2 separate regions of the Ovis aries genome follow, and region 1 is linked to region 2. A link is a contact called in public Hi-C data. All regions are on one chromosome and are shown on one strand. The core of a region is the stretch at or near the end of the contact, and the rest is flanking DNA. Distances in the headings are between cores, read along the strand shown.

What was found. A called contact is a pair of places that touch in the nucleus more often than the background predicts.
Region 1: a Hi-C map of hypothalamus shows a contact between it and region 2, with 4 times the contacts expected there. The contact joins the promoter of SNX30 here to the enhancer-like site in region 2. A contact is called at or near these places in 15 of 16 Hi-C or Micro-C datasets (blood, hypothalamus, liver and 6 more).

The regions. Positions count from the first base shown.
Region 1 is chr2:10,943,267-10,946,287 of ARS-UI_Ramb_v3.0, forward strand. SNX30 (sorting nexin family member 30) reads right to left here and starts at 1,355. Exons shown (of 8, transcript XM_042242884.2): 1 at 935-1,355. The coding sequence starts at 1,090. It overlaps LOC121818588 (a long non-coding RNA gene), which reads left to right and starts at 1,516. Exons shown (of 3, transcript XR_009599113.1): 1 at 1,516-2,232.
Region 2 is chr2:10,878,629-10,881,820 of ARS-UI_Ramb_v3.0, forward strand. All of the region lies in intron 2 of SNX30 (sorting nexin family member 30), which reads right to left. Among named protein-coding and RNA genes, the nearest start is that of SLC46A2, 61 kb to the left of the region's middle. Within about 2 kb of position 1,488, at least 10 of the 54 cell types and tissues checked have an H3K27ac peak or open chromatin away from gene starts, as enhancers often do. A contact at or near this core is called in hypothalamus, where this site is marked.

The sequences.
Region 1 (3,021 bases), core at 105-2,604, 65 kb after region 2:
TTCATTTAGTACTGGGACAAAGAGGCATTCATTTAGTATTTTACTAGGAGAGAATAAATATCCTGATCACAGGTGTTGAGAACAACTCTAATTTCTGCAATTAGTGACTAAGTCACCACAGCAGCGCTGATACAATCACTGCTGAGTCCTGATCACAGCTGAGATGCCTGTGGGGGGAAGGGAGATGCCGTCCGCCCCTAACCCTTCACTGGACTCTCCCGTCCCTCAAAGCAGCAGGAGGGTCATGCTGCTCTAAGAGAATCAGGAACCTCCCTCTACACAAAGGAGGTCAATGGGCGACCTTTCTTCCCATCAGCCACAAAACCAGCCTCTGCCAAGCCTAAACAGCGTGGGAGACCGTCAGAGGTAAATGGAGCCCCAGACAGAAAACCACAGGGGCACTCTCCTCCCGCAGCCGGCGGGGATCTGAGTCAGGTGACTCTCCTGGGCACACAGCAAACCTAAACAAAGATCAATCCCCACGTGACAAACGGGGGGTAAGAAGCCTCTGGCAGTTAAGACCACGGAAAACCATTAACTCTTTTTTCTTTGCAGTCCCAGCAAACTGGCGGAGCTACAAGTGACTGCATCTGGAGGAACCGGGATCCCATCCCCGGACACAGGCGCCGAGCACTGCACACACGCCTCCAGCCTCAGCGAGCAGGCGGGACCCCTCCCCACCAGCTGTCACTGGCGCTCGAGACCAGCCAAGCCCGGCCAGCCCCTCGACTCTGGCCGCTCCCCCTGCGCGACTGCGACCCCGCGGGGGCGGCAGAGAGGAGACGCTTCTTCCCAAGGCTCTGGGGCTAGGGCACGCCGGCCCCCGGGAAACGGGCGGCAGGGTGGGCGCGGCCCGGTGCCCAGCCGGGCTCTACATGCTTCATCCCCCTCGGGAGCCCAACCAGTCTCCCAACCGCAGCCCCGCGCGTCCCACCTTGTCGCCGAAGCTGCGGGCAGTCAGCAGGTCCGGGCTGGGCGTGCTGTCGCCGCCCACGGCCTCCTCGCTGCTGGAGCCGGCCAGCGGGTGCGGCATGTCGCGCAGAGATTGGGGCCCCGTGGACGGCAGGGCCTTGGGGGGCCCGCCAGACATGGCGCGCTCGGCTCGGGACGCGCCCGCCGCCGCCGCCGCTTCCTTCTACAGCCCGCCTCCGCGGGCTCCCCCAGCGCCCGGGCCGAGGCCGCGCTCGATCGGAGGCCCAGCACCAGCGGGGTCGAGAGCCGCCGCCGCCGCCGCCACCCGCCGGCTGCGTCTGCCCGCGCCGCGCTGGGCTGGGCTGGGCCGGGCTGCTCCGCTCTGAGCCGCGCCGCGCGCCCCCGCTCGGCACCCGAGCCTGCGGCGGGTCCGCTCGCACCTTAGCCCGGGCGCCCGGCCCGCAGCGCCACGCCGCCCAGCCAGCTCGCGGCCCCGCCCCCGCGGCGCCCGGCGGTCCCGGGAGGGGGAGGAGGAGGGGGCGGGGAGAGCGCGGGAGGGGCGGGGAAGGGGAGGCGGTCAGCTCGGTCCCCGCCCGCCGTCCCGCAGGAAGTGCGCCCCCGGCCCTCTGCGGCGGTCGGGCGAGCGTCCAAGCTCGTCTCCCGGAGGCCGGCCCCTTGGGGTCTGCGCGCACACCCCGGAGCTAATGTTTAACGGAAATCAGAGGTGGAAACAGACGTTGGAGGGCCCTGTTCTATTCCAGCCGCGTTTACTGCTGCGCCCAGGGGCAGCCACGCTTGGGACTGGGGCGGGGGCTTTAGGGACACGCACGTGAGTTGGGATTTTCTGGCCTCTCAAACCCGAGATAGAACGACGAAGCAAGAATGGCATAAAAGGTTATGAGGCTCCTTGAGCACAGAGAACATCGGGCGGGGAAACCTACAAGGGAATTCGAGGAGGCATTGTGGATTTCATCAGAGGCACGCTGAGATCCCTATGCCTTCTTGCTTCTGCAGTTCACCGGGTTTATGTAAGGTAGAACCTCAGGAGAGAGAGCATCAGTAAATAGAAAGCGAGTGCTACACTTGATCTATGACTCTTAAACGCACACCTTGACCGAACTGCCGTTTGAAAGCATCGTGAGGTTCCCTGTCGTTGGTTTTCATGCTTCTGTGCTTCCTTTCCAGGCTTTTGGCTGGGCTGGACTCTGACCTTCGTTATCCGGATGGAGATAGTCAAGGCGTTACTTGGCTATTTGAAGATGGAAGTTCACCTTCTTTCTCCACTTTACCTGGCTTCACCGCTTCTGTGTTCAGGGCCAAGTCAGTAGAGGTCATCAGCCCATGTTAGGAGAGATTGATACTACAGTAACAGGGAGGGATGCCCTTATAAGGGACCGCATTTCCTGATCTATTTCCCAAACCCTTTAGGTCTATCCAGTTTCACCTGACTAATCTTTTTTTTTTTTTTGGCTCCCCTGGGTCTTAGTTGCAGTGGGTGGGGATCTTTCGTTGCCTTCTATGGAATCCAGTTCCCTGAGCAGGAATCAAACCCAGCCCCCCTGCGTTAGGAGCACAGTCTTAGCCACTGGACCACCAGGGAAGTCCCATCACCTAACTAGTCTTGAAGCTGGGATTCACTGTGGTCTCCATCACGTTTTTGTTTTTGTTTTTTTCAAACAAACAAATGATACTTTAGCAGGAGGAGAATGCCAAGAGCTAAAGCTGACCCAAAACATCTCCCAGGGATTCACTGAGACCTTTCCTTATTTCCCCTGGTCTAAATCATCTGACCTTAGTCCTCAAGTTATCATCTGTTCCCTTCCCCCCACCCCCAACGCGGATCTGCTTTGGTGGAGGAGAACAGGGCTCAGAGGATACTGGGAACAATTTTAAATACTAAATCTACCTCACAGGAATGCCAGTGTCCAGCCATCTTGGAGTTGTATAAAATTAATACTTTTATATTCAAGGGATACTTACAACTATGACAGACCCTGTTGTCTGTTCTTTCAATTAAAGCAAATAGCATGAATATAACTAGACATGAGAGTTCTACAGATGTACAACAGATATATATATTTTTTTTATTGAATGGTGTTTTTTTTTCTT
Region 2 (3,192 bases), core at 238-2,737:
ACTCCCAGAGTCCACCCAAACCCATGTCCATTGAGTCAGTGATGCCATCCAACCATCTCATCCTCTGTCATCCCCTTCTCCTCCTGCCCTCAATCTTTCCCAGCATCAGGGTCTTTTCCAATGAGTCAGCTCTTCGCATCAGGTGGCCAAAGTATTGGAGTTTCAGCTTTAACATCAGTCCTTCCAATGAACACCCAGGACTGATCTCCTTTAGGATGGACTGGTTGGATCTCCTTGCAGTCCAAGGGACTCTCAAGAGTCATCTAGGGTGGCTATTATCAAAAAGAAAGGTTATAACCAGGGTTGATGCAGACGTGGAGGAAACAGAACCCTCATACACTGCTGGCATGAACATAAGATGAAGCAGCCACTTTGGAAAACAATCTCACAGTTCCTCAAAAGGTTAAATACACAGTTAAACGCGATTCAGCAATTATAGTCTTAGGTATACACCCGAGAAAAAGGAAAACATATGTCCACACAATAACTCACACATGAATGTTCATAGCAGCATTACTCACAGCAGCCAAAAAGTGGAAACAACCCAACTGTCCATCAAAGGCAGCAAACAGAGAAAATGTGATATATCCATAGAAGGGACACTCATCTGACAACAAAAACAAAGTACTGACTGACACGTGCTAGAACATGAATGAACACTGAAAACATTCTGCTATGGAAAAAACTGTCACAAAAGACCACTGTGTATGATTCTCCGTATATCAAACGTCCAGAAATAGGCACACCTATGGAGACAGAACACAGAGTAGTGGTCGCCAGGCACTGGGAAAGACAGGGTTTGGAATTAACAGGCAAGGATTAAGAGGTTTCTTTTAGGGATCATGAAAAGGTTCTAAAACTGATCTGCTGATGGCTCTATGAATACACTAAAAGCGCTTGACTTGTATTTTCAAATGGGTGAATTGTACGGTATATTAATCAGAACTCAATAAAGCTTTTCTTAGAAAAAAAAAAAAGAAATGAAAATTTAAACAATAACTATGCTATATGTTTACTGGGTCTCCCTCTGATAATAAACTCTCCTGGAGAGGCGTCTTTGTCCATCTCATAATCCCTCACCTTCCCAAGGGCTGTAAGAGGACCAACACAAAGTTGATTATTAACAACAAACAATCACCTCCTAGAAAAGCTGCTGTTAAGTGAACTTCTGGGGAAAAAAACAGTTTCCAGTCTGACTTTCATGTTTAAGTCAGAGATGCTCTCCTACATTGAATCTCTCTCCTCCCCAGATATGCACTATGAATTTACGAAGAAATTTAAATCTCTACATGCTTCAAAAGTACCTTCTACTCAATGCTTCCATGCAGACCAAAGGAAACCAGACTTAAAGATACTGGTTAAAGATAACAGACTTAAAAATTCACCTTGGGCATTCTGGAAGACTTCCAGTCTCCTAATTCTGGCTTGTGTCTACACATGAGGCTATTATGTTTTACCAGTAGGTGTCGCTGTCTAACTTTGATCTTTAAGTGCAGAACTTCAAATTCACCTAGTTACCAGGAGGTGGCACATTAATTCCCCTTATGCATAGTACGGACTACACAAAAAGAGCAATCTTCTACAGAGGAGAGAAAAAAGGGGTAACTGTACCGTGGAAAAACCTGACAAGCATTACCTCAAAGCAGGTGAACAAGATTAACATCCACAGTGATAAATACTGTTAATGACAGTATGTACCCTTTCATGATGCAATGAGGATTGTACTTAACCTCTGTGCTTTTCCTCCGCAAAACACATCACGCCTGGCTAACTGCGAGCAAAACACCAGACAAATCTCAACCGAGGAACATTCCACAAAAACCCTGACCAGTACTCCTCAAAGCGATCCAGGTCATCCCAAACCAGGAAAGCCTGAGAAACTGTCACGACCAAAACAGCCTGGGACTAAGGAAACTAAATGTAAAGTGGCACTGGTTCGTTATTTGTGACAAACGTGCCATGCTAATAGAAAATGTTTATTAAAATAAGCCAAACTGGCCATGAGGTCTATGAGAACTCACTGCACTGTCTTCTCAAGAATTTGGTAAATCTAAAACTGTTCTAAAATAAAAGTCTATTTTTAAAAAATTCACTAGTCACCAATTTTGCCAAATTAATATCTTTAAGGGATAGTTTCAACTGCTTACAAACTATTGGCTTTTTTTTTTTTTTTCTTTTGGCATGTCTTGAAGTGATCAGAAAAAGGAAAAGCGAAACTTTAGGCTTCAAGAGCAGAGGGAATGGGAGTAGGGGGTGGGGGGTGGAGGGTGAGGCGGGGGTGGAGGTGGGGTTCATTCTCATCACAGCACTAGCAACATGGCCACTTCTGCCCTGAAAATTAAGAAAACTGCTAGAGAGCTCCCAGCATAGCCAGCCTCTTCCAACCATGAGGGGATGACTGGAAGATGCAGCAGGCAGTGCTGAGAAGTTACCCAGCCAAGGTTTTTACTGAAAGATAAAGCCATCACTTTACGGGAAATAGATGGGGAAACAGTGGAAACAGTGTCAGACTTTATTTGGGGGAGGGACTCCAAAATCACTGCAGATGGTGACTGCAGCCATGAAATTAAAAGACGCTTACTCCTTGGAAGAACAGTTATGGCCAACCTAGACAGCATGTTGAAAAGCAGAGACATTACTTTGCCAACAAAGGTCTGTCTAGTCAAGGCTATGGTTTTTCCAGTGGTCATGTATGGATGTGAGAGTTGGACTGTGAAGAAGGCTGAGCGCCGAAGAATTGATGCTTTTGAACTGTGATGTTGGAGAAGACTCTTCAAAGTCCCTTGGACTGCAAGGAGATCCAACCAGTCCATTCTGAAGGAGATCAGCCCTGGGATTTCTTTGGAAGGAATGATGCTAAAGCTGAAACTCCAGTACTTTGGCCACCTCATGCGAAGAGTTGACTCATTGGAAAAGACTCTGATGCTGGGAGGGATTGGAGGCAGGAGGAGAAGGGGATGACAGAGGATGAGATGGCTGGATGGCATCACGGACTCTATGGACGTGAGTCTGAGTGAACTCCGGGAGTTGGTGATGGACAGGGAGGCCTGGCGTGAGGCGATTCATGGGGTCGCAAAGAGTCGGACACGACTGAGCAACTGAACTGAACTGAACTGAAAGCCCCATTGAAGTGTTTCATGACCCAAATTTCCCTAAAGCCCCAAAGCTCAAGAACCATCTAGGATCTAAATA